2 separate regions of the Sus scrofa genome follow, and region 1 is linked to region 2. The links are chromatin contacts, called in public HiChIP or PLAC-seq maps. All regions are on one chromosome and are shown on one strand. The core of a region is the stretch at or near the end of the contact, and the rest is flanking DNA. Distances in the headings are between cores, read along the strand shown. Region 1 overlaps PDZD2 (PDZ domain-containing protein 2). Region 2 overlaps PDZD2 (PDZ domain-containing protein 2).

Evidence for each region. HiChIP or PLAC-seq counts read pairs in DNA pulled down with a chosen protein or histone mark.
Region 1: an H3K27ac HiChIP or PLAC-seq map of skeletal muscle shows a contact between it and region 2. The contact joins two enhancer-like sites. A contact is called at or near these places in 6 of 47 Hi-C or Micro-C datasets (brain, embryonic fibroblasts, heart right ventricle and 3 more) and 1 of 2 datasets of contacts at active chromatin or transcription factors (skeletal muscle).

Annotation. Positions count from the first base shown.
Region 1 is chr16:18,331,990-18,338,623 of Sscrofa11.1, forward strand. It overlaps PDZD2 (PDZ domain-containing protein 2), which reads left to right. Exons shown (of 33, transcript XM_021077090.1): 24 at 1-598; 25 at 601-763; 26 at 766-1,206; 27 at 1,209-1,595; 28 at 1,598-3,266; 29 at 4,297-4,414. Among named protein-coding and RNA genes, the nearest start is that of MTMR12, 200 kb to the right of the region's middle. Within about 2 kb of position 2,837, at least 17 of the 83 cell types and tissues checked have an H3K27ac peak or open chromatin away from gene starts, as enhancers often do. A contact at or near this core is called in retroperitoneal adipose tissue, skeletal muscle and subcutaneous adipose tissue, where this site is marked.
Region 2 is chr16:18,120,791-18,127,710 of Sscrofa11.1, forward strand. The region is part of intron 2 of PDZD2 (PDZ domain-containing protein 2); the gene reads left to right. Among named protein-coding and RNA genes, the nearest start is that of PDZD2, 180 kb to the left of the region's middle. Within about 2 kb of position 4,706, at least 41 of the 83 cell types and tissues checked have an H3K27ac peak or open chromatin away from gene starts, as enhancers often do. A contact at or near this core is called in retroperitoneal adipose tissue, skeletal muscle and subcutaneous adipose tissue, where this site is marked.

The sequences.
Region 1 (6,634 bases), core at 1,587-4,086, 210 kb after region 2:
TGAGAGCCAGACCCCCGACCCCACCCCGAGGCGCCCCCGTGCCGCCGGCCCGGCCCCGCCCCCGCAGTGGGCTGCCCAGCCTTCGGTTCTGGATTCCATCAATCCCGACAAACACTTTGCTGTGAATAAAAGCTTTCTGAGCAACTACTCTAGAAATCTCAGCAACCTCCACGAAGACAGTACGTCACTTTCGGGCCTGGGCGACAGCACGGAGCCGTCCCTCTCGTCCATGTACGGAGATGCTGAGGACTCATCTTCCGACCCTGAGTCACTCTCCGAAGCCCCCCGAGCTCCCGCCCGGGACAGCTGGTCCCCTCCGCGTCCCTGTCCTCGTGGGTCTTCTCACAAGGGAGACACTACAGAGTCTGAGGAGGAGCAGGTTGAAATTTGTTCCGCGAGTGGGTCCCCCAACCGGCCCTCCGCTCCGGCCCTTGCTTCTGCCCGGGTGGCCGTCGGCCCGGCCTTCGCCAAGGTCCTGCCCTTCAAGCGGGGAGCCCTGGGCCCAGCAAAGGGAGACTCCCGCCACACAGCCTCCTTGACACCTGTTGCCTCGGGCCCCACAGCCCTGGACCCTCCCCAGCCACCCCCTCCTGCGGCTGCAAGGGTGTCCCTGGACCACAGCCCCCCTTGGGCAGGGGACACGGGGAAGCCACCCGGCCTCCTCCAGGCCCCCCAGACACCCCCAGCTCTCCTAACATGGTGAATGGTTTGGAGCACGACTGGCTGGAGGAGCAGACCCCACCTAAGGAACAAGAAACAAACGTGCAACCACTGAACGTGGGTCCTCCTTCAGCGCAGATGTCCCTGAGGTCGGCCTGCCGGACCTGGGGAACCTGCACATCTCCGAAAGTCAGGACCCAGATGACTCGCTACAGAAGCCGAAAATGATCTCCAGGCGGCCCATCGTGGCCTGGTTTAAAGAGATAAATAAAAACAACCAAGGGACACATCCGCAGGGCAAAGCCGAAACAGAACGATCCACGATGCTGGCCAGAAGTCCAGACCCCAAAAGTCAGGCGCTGGGCTCAAGCCACAGAAAGGGGGTTGCTGTGCCGGATAGTTCTCCTCTCCTGAAGCTGAATCTTGAGAATAAAGACCCGCCCAAAAAAAGTTCCATGGACACCCTTTTGAGTAACTGTCAGAAAACCAAAGCTGGTCCTAAGCTGAAGAGACTGAGCATCAAAAGCAAAAGCAAAGTCAGTTCCGAGCCCCCACCTCTCACACGGGGAAGGCGGGGAGCACTGAGCCCAGGAAAGCCCTTGTTTCCCCCCAAGCCACCCACAAAATGCTTCCTAAGGTGGTGGCACACCGGTTCCACACAGCTGACCATGAGGAACAGGATCAAAACACCGCAGCAGCCCCCCAATCTCCCCAGAGTGTGCTGGAGGGCAAGCCTCCTCTGGGGGCCCCAGGCTCCCTGAAGCCCTCGGCCTCGGATACCAGCATCAGGACGTTCACGTCACCCTTGTCCTCCCCCAGGACTCTTCCTGAGCAAGGTGCCTGCGGTAGGCTCCACCCAGCTGTGCACTCAGAACCCAACCGAGGTTGCCCAGCAGCACCCAGGTCTCCGAAGTGTGGACCAGAAAGCAAGGCTCCCCTGCAGCCCCAGGGCCTGCGAGTCCCTTGGCACCAAGGAGTGGGTCCTCGGGGGCCAGCAAGTGGGAAGCCACCCCTCCCAGGCAGGGCCAGCGGCCCCAATCCAGCCACTTGGACTCAGCAGCAGAAGCCACCCAGGCTGGGGTGACTGGTGACAAAAGAAGCAAAGTGGCTGCTGGTGAGCCTCTAGAAAGAACTAACCAGCTGAAAATCATTGAGATCTCTTCTGAAAGGATGCCAAAGAACACATGTGGTGACAAGACAGCTGAGAGTGACAGACAGGGAGAGTTCTTGGCCCAGAGCAACTGTCAGGAGAAGAGTGAAGTCAGGCTCTGTCACCAGTCAGTGGAATCCTCCCCAAATCATCCATCCTCACTGACGCCTCGGACCTCCCAGGGAGAGCTGGAAACGCAGAGATCTTTCACCATGGCGAAACTGACTTCCTCCTCCTCCTCCCCGCAGCTGCCAGCTGGAAAGGCAGATCCCTGCCAGGGAAAGTCAGGCCAGATGTCAGACGCCCTTGGGACGTCCAGGAGCAGTGCACCAGCGGGCTCGGCACTGGATGACCATCCCTACTTCACGCCACGGCCAGCGACCAGGACCTACTCCATGCCAGCCCAGTTCTCCAGCCATTTCAGCCGAGAGGGGCACATCCTGCACAGCCCAGGGCGCACCCCCCGGGACAGCCAGAGCCCTGCCGCTAGCGGGGGCCACCTGGAGGCCAAGGCATCCAGAGGTGCTGTGCTGGGCCTGGTTAATGGACAGGGGATGTATAGCGTAAAGCCCCTGCTGGAGACGTCGAGGAACCTTCCAACCACAGACGAAGGGGATGTCCTTTCAGTGCCGGAAACGAGCTGCCTGCTCACAGACAAAATCAAAGTCACCAGAAGACACTACTACGCAGAGCAGAACTGGCCCCATGAATCTACCTCATATTTCTCTGTGAAGCAGAGGATCAAGTCTTTTGAGAACCTGGCCAATTCTGACCGGCCTGTGGCCAAGTCCGGGGCCTCCCCTTTTCTGTCGGTCAGCTCCAAGCCTCCCGTTGGGAGACGGTCATCCGGCAGCGTGGCTTCCGGGAGCCTCGGCCACGCCAGTGACCCAGTATCGAGGTCACTGAGACGCAGCTTGAGTTCCTGCAGCGAAAGCCAAGGTGAAGCCAGCGCCGTCGTCCCCCCGATGGCCAAGTCCCCGTCGAGCATGATGCTGACCATCTCCCGGCAGAGCCTGGTGGAGGCCGGTAACAAGGGCTCTGACTCGGACCCAAAGAGATGGCTGGGTCCTTCGGGAATCCCCACCCCAGCGGTGACCCCGGCGTCTCCCGCCAAGAGGAATAAGTCCTCCGTGCGTCACACCCAGGCCTCGCCTCTGTCCCGCTCGAAGCTGCAGGAGCTGAGAGCCCTGAGCATGCCTGACCTTGACAAGCTCTGCAGCGAGGACTTCTCAGCTGGGCCGACTGCTGTGCTCTTCAAAACCGAGCTGCAAATCGTCCCCCAGAGGTCACTTGGCTCCCCTCCTGGAGGCCTCAGGGGGTCCACCGCCTTTTCCTGCCCCGTGAAGGGCGCGGACAGGGCCAGCCCTAAAGCCACTGAGCCCAGGGCACCCAGTTCAGCCCCCAATATGAGTGAGATAACCCAGGATCTGCCTTCCGGAAAAAGCTGGTCAGTTAAGTAAGTGTCTGCCCCTCCTCTTTTATTTCTATAAACTTTTTTATGGACTAGTTTTAGATTTATAGAAAGTTGCAAAGGGAGTACAGACTTCCATGTATCCTTCGCCCAGCTCCTTCTAATGTTAACCTCTTACGTGGAGTTCCCATTGTGGCTTAACAGGTTAAGAACCCAACATAATGTCTGTAAGGATGTGGGTTCAATCCCTGGCCTCACTCAGTGGGTTAAGGATCCGGCGTTGCTGCGAGCTGCGGTGTAGGTCACAAATACAGCTCAGATCTGGCATGGTTGTGGCTGTGGCATAGGTCAGCAGCTGCAGCTCTGATTCAACCCCCAGCCTGGGAATGTCCACATGCCGCCGGTACAGTAGTGAAAAAAGAAAAAAAAAAATCTTACATAACCCACGGTCCGTTTGTCAAAAGTAGGAAGTTACGTTGGAAGAACACAAGTAGCTAAACAAAAGACTTGATTCAGATTTCTCTGAATAAATTTCACTGACGTCCTCCTTTTTTTATTCTAGCCTCTAATTTTGTTCTTAATATCATTACAGGAAAAATAAAGAGCCTGCAAGGAAAAGTGTTTGCCAAAATGTTGCTCTAAAGAGAGGCTTCTGTAGGGCAGGGCACTTAGGCAGAAGCGCTGTGAGAAAAATGGCAGGACAGGGGAAGCTCGGGGCCTTTGAAGGTGACTGAAATCTTAACAGGAAATTTCTAGGTTGTTTTAAAATATTTCACTCGAGCCTATAGAATATTTAATATGTCTGAGATTTTCTGTTAAACTCCAGAACATCCCCTAACATCTTGGAGGGATCCCAGAATCCATAGGAATTCCACTGCTGTCGGTAGTGAATGAAATTCCTGTTCAGCATGTGGGATTCTTCAAGCAGTTTGGAATGGGAATTGCGAGCAAAAGAGCTTGAAAATCAGAAAATACCTGCAATAATGTAGAAAGGAGATAGTTTTAAATGCATCCTAATAAAATGGAGAAATTGCTTTTTTCTTTAATATTCTTCAAATGCATTTATGTTATTTAGTTTGCATCAACTTCTGGTCTCGGCGGGGAACCAGCAAAGACTGCAGTCTGTTTTGACATCCGTGGGGTCAAAATCTACTGTCCTAACTCTCATTCAGGAAGCGAAAGCACAATCAGAGGTGAGTGAAATTCAGAAAACACAGGAAGATGGGACAGCCGCTACCTTAGTGCTCAGGTGAGCCCTTCAAGTGGCCAGTTCTGCAACTCAGTCTGACTTCTGTCTCACTTGCTTCAGAGGTTTGCTTGTCTTGAATTTTTAGTGTTAGATTGCTACTACCACTGATGTTTTAATTCCCTGGTAGAAACTGGTTACCATCCTGCCCACTTACCCCCCACACCTAGAATTTGTCTGCAGTGAATCCTTCAAACAGGGCTAGGCATCTGGTGGGGAACAGGCACAAGTACCTTTGTCCACCTAAGTGGACATAAACCATCTGTCAAGGGAGCCACCTGCTGGGCAAGTAAGAGTTAACAGCTGTGTAGCCCTACCTTGGCCCCAAGTATAAGAGCTTCAAAGAAGCTGAGTAGTCATTACAAGTCTTTCAATAAGTTGGCTGTGGCAATAAACAATAACAAAAGAAACCATGAGTTCATATCTAGAATGCTTCTCTGAAGCACTTTCTTTTTTTTTTTTTTAGGGCCACACCCGTGGCCTGTGGAAGTTCCCAAGCTAGGGGTCGAATCAGAGCTACAGCTGCCGGCCTGCACCACAGCCACAGCAACATGGGATCCAAGCCACGTCTTCGACCTATACCATAGTTCACGGCAACGCCGGATCCTTAACCCACTGAGCAAGGCCAGGGATCGAACCTGCAACCTCGTGGTTCCTAGTCAGATTCATTAACACCTGAGCCATGAAGGGAATTCTGAAGCGCTTTCATTTCTCAGAATGCCCCACAGAGATCTGAACCCTAACAAATGAATATTTTCTGTTTAGAGAAAAAAGCAAATAAGAATAATTTTTCTTGAGTGGCGCACTGTATCTGGCCACTGATATCACCCACAAACTTGTTCCAACAATTCTGTTACCCAGAAGAGCCATGACGTTGGCATCTAAGGAGTGAGCTGGCATGGAGAGGAGACAGGACACTAATTCCTTTCATCTTCCACTCCCTTCGGATTCTCAGCCCCGCTTTGGATCTGTGCGATGAGGAAACACCTTGAGACATGTGGCGTCTTTTCCTTTCAGTGAAAGGGGCTGGTCCATCCTCTCCCTTCCTCCTTCAACTCATGGCAAAGCATGAGAGTGTTACTCTGGATTTTGAGTCACGGTGGCCCAGTGGGTTCACACTCTGCCAGGCCCTCTTTGCTCCAGACATTTTACAGTCTGAGCTATACGGAGAAAACCAAAGCGTCTCAACCAACCTCACAGATGAGAGGCACATCATCAGGGAGCACAAACGAAGTAGAGACTTTTTGTTTGGAGAAGGTGGGTGCTGAGCACCACGGTGGGCTGTGCTCTGAGCCTCCCGCATCCCCTGCTCTGGCTCCATATTCACCACCAGCAGGTACCGTGGCTTTGTGTTGAAGATTATTCCTACTTTCATCAGAATGCAGCTTTCTTTTCCCTTTTTCTCTTACTGTCTTCAGATAGGAGCAGTGAGGAGAGATGTCCTTTCTCTGCCACCTTCAGACCAGAAGTTTCCAGCCTTGCTTTTTTCCCATGAGTGTGGTCTGTAGGTGTCAAAAAGGGAGCTGCATGCGATGACTCCATGTGGCCTCTGGAGGGCGCTGCAAGAGATTAGCGAGAGTCAGGAAACAAGCCCTGGTTTTGTGACTTCCACACGGGCAATTCCTGGAAAGCTCTTGAGGTGATCTATCTGGCTTCTCAGGGAGGCAGGTCTTGGCCTGACAGCTTCTGGCACACCTGTATCCTCAAACACAAGTGGAAAAAGAAAGAATTTGAAAAAGTTAAAATTTTTGGCGAGACGTCCTGGAGTGCAAGTGTCACATTTTCAAATATTCTGTCTCTTTGCTCCAATGAGGCATGTAAATATCTGAGAAGTATTTCAATTTCTGCATCAGACTTCCTGAAACTGCACAGAGATCATTTCCCAGACCACATGTTCCTGTTTTTTGTGAGAATGCCTAGTCATCATTGTTCTCTCCAGCAGTGTCTGCACATACATGTGCTTTGACCTGCCCATAAAGCCAAAAGCCCAGCCCCCAGCCCCCAAATTTCTGCAGGATATTGTAGTGTCAGCATATAGAGCTTTGGTTTGAATGAACTTGTTAAAAAGGTGTAAAGTGTTTGGGATGATTCTTTATGACTTAACTAAGAAGATTAAAAGCACTGTTTCTTTTAAATATTGAGTTCTTTCCCCAGCACAACACAGAGA
Region 2 (6,920 bases), core at 3,456-5,955:
TGCAGACTCGGCTTGGATCTGATGTTGCTGTGGGTGTGGTGTGGGCCAGCAGCCATAGTTCCAATTGGACCCCTAGCCTGGGAACCTCCATATACCTTGAGTGTGCCCCTAAAAAGCAAAATATTAATAATAATAGTAATAATATTACATATTCCTAAGATTGTAATAAGGATTTAATGAGTTAATATCTGAAGGGCTTAGAACAGGACCCAACACCCAGTAAATTCTCAGTAGATGCTGGCTGCTTAGTGCTTGATTCTGTTGACTTCAGGTAGCTTAGAACCCATACAGTAAATAATGGGGCCTTTTGAATCAAGGCCTCCAAAGATATTTCACAGATATCACAATCCCCCTTCCTGTGCTCATGGGAAGATCACGAATTGGTATCTTTAGGTCGGAAACCAGTCCCTGGCTCCAGAACTGTTCCCAGAGTACCAGTGTCAAATGGTTCTTCGGGGTATTAGGGTTTGAAGCATTGCAGACATCTTTCCAACAGAGATGCAGAGGTGGGGAGAGGCCGCCTGGACATCTGTTCAGATATTCATTCACTCATCCATCCATTCAGTCAACATTTACTGAATATCTTTTTGTCTTTTGGGCATCATGTTTCTATTAACTACATCTGGATCGCCAATAAGTCACCCCTCTGCCTATGTGTCAGCTGGAAGTTTATTGGATAGAATTGTCATTGTTTAGTTTTAAGACAATTCAGGGTTATTTCTGTGGCTTGTGTTAAAATCCTGAGGTTTCTTCTCGTGCTCCACTTGGTACCACTGCTGGGCTTTGTATTTATGGAGTTCTGATGGCCCTGGATGTGGTTGGGGATCTTCTCCTGGGAATTTCCTCTTTCTTCCTCTCTCCAGCTTTTTATAGCTACATAAGGTTTAGATCTGTTAGCAAACACTTGGGTAATTATGCCCTTCTCTGTTTATAGACTCAGGATAAATTGTCCTAATGGGAAAATATCTGTCCTTTGGCGTAATTTGGATCAAGGCTTTTAATTTTTTGTTTGTGTGTGGTGCGTTCGCCTTTCTAAAAATCATTTTGATGTCTGTCTCACTTATGACTCATCTATTGTTGATATACAACAGCACTCAATAAACCCCACGAAAAATCTTTTCTTGATCTAAAAGTAGTTGACGCTGGGAAAATATGTGACCCATCCATATGCCTTTCTCATGGATGCTGAATTAAAGGAAACAGTTGGATTTTAAGACTCTTAGGGGATATCTGATAAGAGGCCCATAGAAATGACCCACAGAGCCTTGACCACCAGCATGACGGAAAAATTCAATTCAGCTCAGTTTGTCTTAAATCATCAAAGTCATAATGCATTTGTATTCATTCATTCGACAGTCATGGAACAACCACTATGTGCAAAATCAGACAGGGTACAGATGAAGAGCTAAGTGTTTCTAGTGGATAAAATAGAGGTAGACTTTGATTAGATTTTGTAGCTTTGTGGGAGATAGCAATGCATGCTTCTGATCAGAAGGCGAAGTCAGTTCTTCCTTCCTCTGCTACGCTGGGGAAAAAAAACAACTGTGTTCCCCAGGTGATGTAAACCTGTGGAAGATTTGGCTTTTAATCATTCTGGGTCAACAAGAATAAATGCTTCTTTTTGCAATGCTTCCTCACTCCTAAGACCTAAAAATACTTAAGAATGAGAGGTCTTAAGAATGAATGGTTAAGCACACCCTTTTGAGTCAGACTAAATGGGTTTGAATTGGGACTCCAGCCTTTCCTAGCTGTGTTACTTAACCTTCTTGTGAATCAGTTTCCTTGTGTTAGAATAAGGCTAATCATTATACCCACTTCACAGGGCTGCTGCAAACATTAAATGAGATAGACAATTTACATAAAGTAGCTAGCACGTACGCAACATAATTATTGGAAGTATTTAATAATTCATAGCTATTATTATTATTTTCATCATCATCAACTAATATTTGTCTGCTCACTACTTTTTTACTTTAAAGAAAAAGTAAAGGTGCCTGTCCATAGAGACAGTATAGAGGACTGGATCTGTAAAATATGCTTATCAATGTCTGAAGGCGGGCATATTCTTAGAGATACCCATCCCAGTAAACAAAGGTCCAATGAGCTGTGGGTATATGTTTGAAAAGAGAATTGCATTCTTGTGGCACCTTGTTTCTGAATTAGGGCATGTGGATATTTAGAACCATCGCCCCCACATTCAATAGGATAAGGAGGAATACCGTGGCCCGAGAAAGGAAGGAACGTTCTCTAGCCTGGCTTGTGCCTAAACATGCAAGACTATCGCTAGGATAAAGTCTGAGAGGCCTGGTGATGTCAATGTCAGTTACCATTATCATCAAGCGAGTCTTCTTTGTGTCTGACCCAAATTTTAATGTTGCGTTTTGATGCTCTTACCTCTTCTGTCTTCTGAAGAGATGAGGACCAGCTGGTTGGTGTCCTCTTTATAATAACCTCTCAAGTGGGAGGGGAGGACTGTTAAGTTTGCCTTCAGGCACTTTTTCACTCTAGACTAAACAATTGCAAATCCTTTAACCTTCCCTCATAGGTTCTATTTTCTGTCTCTTTAATCATTTTGGTTCTCCTCTGGAACCTTTCCAGTGTCTTCCTGTCACCCTTTAAAATAAGGGGCCTCAGCCTGGACCTACCACCCGAATAAGAGTCTGCCTGCTGCCAAATTCTTTATGATGGGGGAGGCAGAAATGGGGAGAGACATTTTCCTTTCATGTCAGACTCCCACCAGCTGAATTTACCCCACTGTTGCGTTGCCTATTTCTTATCAGCACAACGCACAGATTCCTATTAAATGCATGATCTGCTGTGATCCTAACGTCTTTGTCAGCTTTTCTCCAATCTAGATATTAAGCCCCATTTATGCCTGTCATTTTGATCATCACCCCTCAGGCTACAACTTTTGTCGTCAGACATCATGCTGAACTCGAAACTGGTTTTCATGAAACATTTCCTTCATGTGTTGAAGCCAATTTGGATTCTCTTAGCATATCAGCAATCCCCACTAAATTAATATTATTTGTAGATGCTGGGTGTGCATATAGCAATTTTAAGTATTATTTAAACCAGACCTAGGAGAAAATTGGAGGCCACACTTTAAGCACCCCTTTGTTTACTGAGCCATTGATCTCTTTTCCAGTCCACGGTGAAACCCGGTGAGGGAAAAGACAGACCAGATCATATCTTTCTGGCCTGCTGATGAGAATGTCATATGTCCTGAAATTAAGATATTATACAGATGTGGTCAGATTTTAATTCTTAGCACATACACACTCTGAGCTTGGGCAACAGAATTGGTGGGGGAAGAGGGGGCTATTTGCATTATGCTTCAAATCATGGATTTACTTTAAACAGCATTGGTTTGCACATCATAAATTACATACCAGATGGAAGGAAGAGAGAAAGTTAGCAGAAAACTGTCAGTGGAGAAAGCAATCCGAAGGGAGAAAGGGAGCACTCATGAAATTATTACTAGAAGATTATTCAATTTGAACCGAACTCCCATAAAATGTATCAGATACCGAGATGCCACCTAAAAGTATGCTAATGACTCTCCCAGGACCACCACCTCCTGGCCGACAGGAAAAGGGAAGCAGGGAGGAGCTGTTGTTCCCTGGGACCCATAATGCCTGGAAGGTGGCCACTGTTTATCAGAGAGCACTGATACACTTGGCTGTTTCTAAAATCACCAGCCTAACTTGCTTTGACCCAGGAATTGCAGTATTTTGAGGACTGCTTGTGGAACTTGTTCTCACTGGGCACATATACTATCCTCCTGAATGCCGTTGTCATTGTTGGTTGAAGTGCCCATACCTCCTTGAGATACACTTTATCCCGTAGTTTTTTCTTCCTGCACTTCCAGTGTACTGCCCATCTCTGGGTTTGCTGTCATGCCAAACTGAAGGAAGCAACTGGGGGTAATTTCAGGACTGGTGATTAAGATCATTATTTACCATGTGCTCTGTGGGCTGCTTCTGAGAGTGGGCAGATGTCCAGGCAGGCCTGGGCATGGGTTAGCCCCTCCCAGGCTCTCATTACCCTTTCCAGGGGCAGTAATGGTGAACTGAAGCCTTCCTTTGCCTCCTCCTTTATAATTAATTGCTTTGAATTCTATTGCAGAGCTAATTTACTTTAAGGGGCTGCTGGATGCCCAAGAAGAGAACCAGAGCTGAGAGATAAAGGGTTGGGGAGTGGGACTGGGGCAAGATTCTAGTATGAACCCCAAGGAGTGGGGTGAGTGTTGTGCCTGTCTGGCACAGGGTTTCAGGTTATGGGGACATTTGTGCCATTCAATGGCAGGAGGTTCTGTACCTCTAGCTTCCCCTGGGAGCTCCAACCTGGATCCCTTTCCAAGCCAGGTGAAAATGTGTTTTGAGCAGAAGTTCCTTAATGGTTTGAGGTTTGGCACAGCAACGATTTTCCTTTTCAACAAGTGTTCAAAGTGGGGCGAAAGAATAAAATACAATTGAAATTCTGCAAAGCAACCTCTTTGGGCAATGAACCGTGGGCGATCCCCCCACCCCAACCCCGCCAGCCCCCACCCCTGCTCTAAGAAAAGCAAACACCCTTTTCCTGTCTTATTTGTATTCCCATTAATTGAAGACAGGAAGCCCTCGGTGGGTGTGATGTAAACAATTCAGCCTCGTGGGTCGGGCTTCCTCATCAGTTTGCAGCTGGAGAGATGGCTGCGCGGCCCAAACCCATTCATGCCTCTCCCGGGGACGACTTGTTGACTGAACCCAGCAGAAGACGGGAGGGGCCCGGGAGCAGGAGAAGGTATAAAGGAAATGCTTAAGTTGTGCAGTCACCGGCGATTGTAATTCAGCAGTGGTAAATTTGGTTTCTCCGGCAGAAAGAATCTGACTGCAGCTCTCTGGAAAGTTGCCTGATATCCTGCCTGGTGTGATGGTTGTGATTCTAGTTTGGGGCTCCCCCTCACCCCACCCCCAGTAAGAACCCATGCTGCTGCTGATTATGAAACGGAGCGGTTATGAAATGAATCGATGTCGGGGAGGTGGAGCTAATCGCGGCGGCCGGAGGGAGAACTTTTGACCGGGCGAGGGTATCTGGGCAGGGCGTTTTCTCCTCCAACCTGCTCCCGGTTACCGCTGGAAGCTCCGGGGCACTTGATGGGAACAAAGGTGTCGGTCTCAGAAACCCCAAACGCCCTGAAAGCTCCCCGGGGCGGTTCCTTTTTCCCTGCGAGGGGAGTGACCGGGGAAGGGGTTCTGGAATGCCGTGGAGTTTTGACAAGTGAGCAGGGGAGTGACGAGCCGAGCCGGGATTCCATTACAGTCTTTTCATAACCTTCCAACCGGGGCTGGAGGAGGGCGGAGGGGGCCTCCCACGGACCCATAGCGGACGGAGGGGAGCGTTCGGGACTCCCGCAGGGACCGTGCTGCGCAAGGACCGTCGGGGGGCGCGCGTGGGGCCGAGTCCCAGGCCGGGCGCCCGCCCCGCCCCGCCCCGCCCGCGGCCGGCAGGTGATTAGGCTCCGGCGCGCGCGCCCCGGGGCGTGTGAGCCCAGCCCGGAGGATTATCCCGGGCCAGCTGCTCCTGGCCGAGCCTCCACCGAAGGCGTCGAGAGGAGCCCCCCCGAAGGTGACTTCAAAACTGGAGGTAGGAATCTGCTTAGCAAACAAAAACCTCAGGCTTCCCCATCCGATCTGGGTTGGGGTGCCGCCGGAGGCAGCAAGCATCAATGTGGAAATTGAGCCACGGCCTCGGAGAAACGCAGCAGCGCACTCCCGCACGCTGAACGCATCTCACAGATCAGTTGGGGGGGGGGGGGTCTTGCTTTTGACTTGGGGGATTTGCATGTTTAGAGATGATTTGTGTTTCTCGGGAGGAGTAACCAACCGACTTGGAACTGGTTTATCCGTCGCTAGCCAGAAGGAGGCGTCCTGAGTGCATGCGAGGGGCGGGGCAGGGGCGCTGGGGGAGTTGGGGGGACCAAGGGACAAGTCTGGAGGGGCTCCAGAGCCACGGTTATTTCAGTCATTCCTGATAAGAGGTGCTGTTGAACCCCAAGAAGCGGAAGCCGGTGTTACACTGCCCTTCTCCCCTTGCTCCCCGCTACGGCTTTCAGGGAAGGAATCTGGGGTAGAGCAAAGCTGAGGCTTCCACCAGCAGGAACTGTTTATAACCCCTCAAGTGGTCATGATCTCCTTTGGGGGCAGATCGTTGCGGTAAACTACTAAACACCCTGCTTGGGCAACCTCCCCCACCACTGATGCATAGACTGTTTTGATTGAAGCATCCACAAATCAAAGATTTTAAAAAACAATGCGTGTTTAGGAAGAGAATGACACTTTCTGTCATGTTGCTACTCTCTCATAAGCCGTTTATAAACACTGGGAGTGAAATAAGTCAAATTTTCTCTCATGATATGGGAGGGAAAGATGCGGGAACTACAGCTGTCACCCTGGGAACCACTTCTGGGAGAATAGATTCTGTGAATGTAAATAGTAAATACTTTCCATAAAAATAGGTCAAGCTGAGTTTCCTACCATAAGGGGGATGGCGTAAACTCTATGTGGAAGTATCTTGAAATACACAAAAATACGGTACTTTCAGGCTTTGCCCTTCGATACTGTTTTGCAGCTCTGAATTCACTCTGCAGGTGAATCAAAGTGAGGTTCAAGGAGATCTCCCTCCCACCAGTGTTAACCTGGCTGTCATATCCTCACTAACCTGTAGATGCACCGTGGCCTTCTTCTTTTGGCTGAGGTGTTAACAACGTTAACAGGATTCACCTGTAGTTAATTGCCTTCAGGATCGATGGTCAAACCTCTTGTCCCTCAGGTGCTGCCGTGAGGACTCATGGGTAGGGTGGGCTTTGGGAAACCAGACCTGTGTCAGGTTCTAAAGGCAAGAAAAGAGTTGTCGAAGTGGTTTACACGGAGGAAATG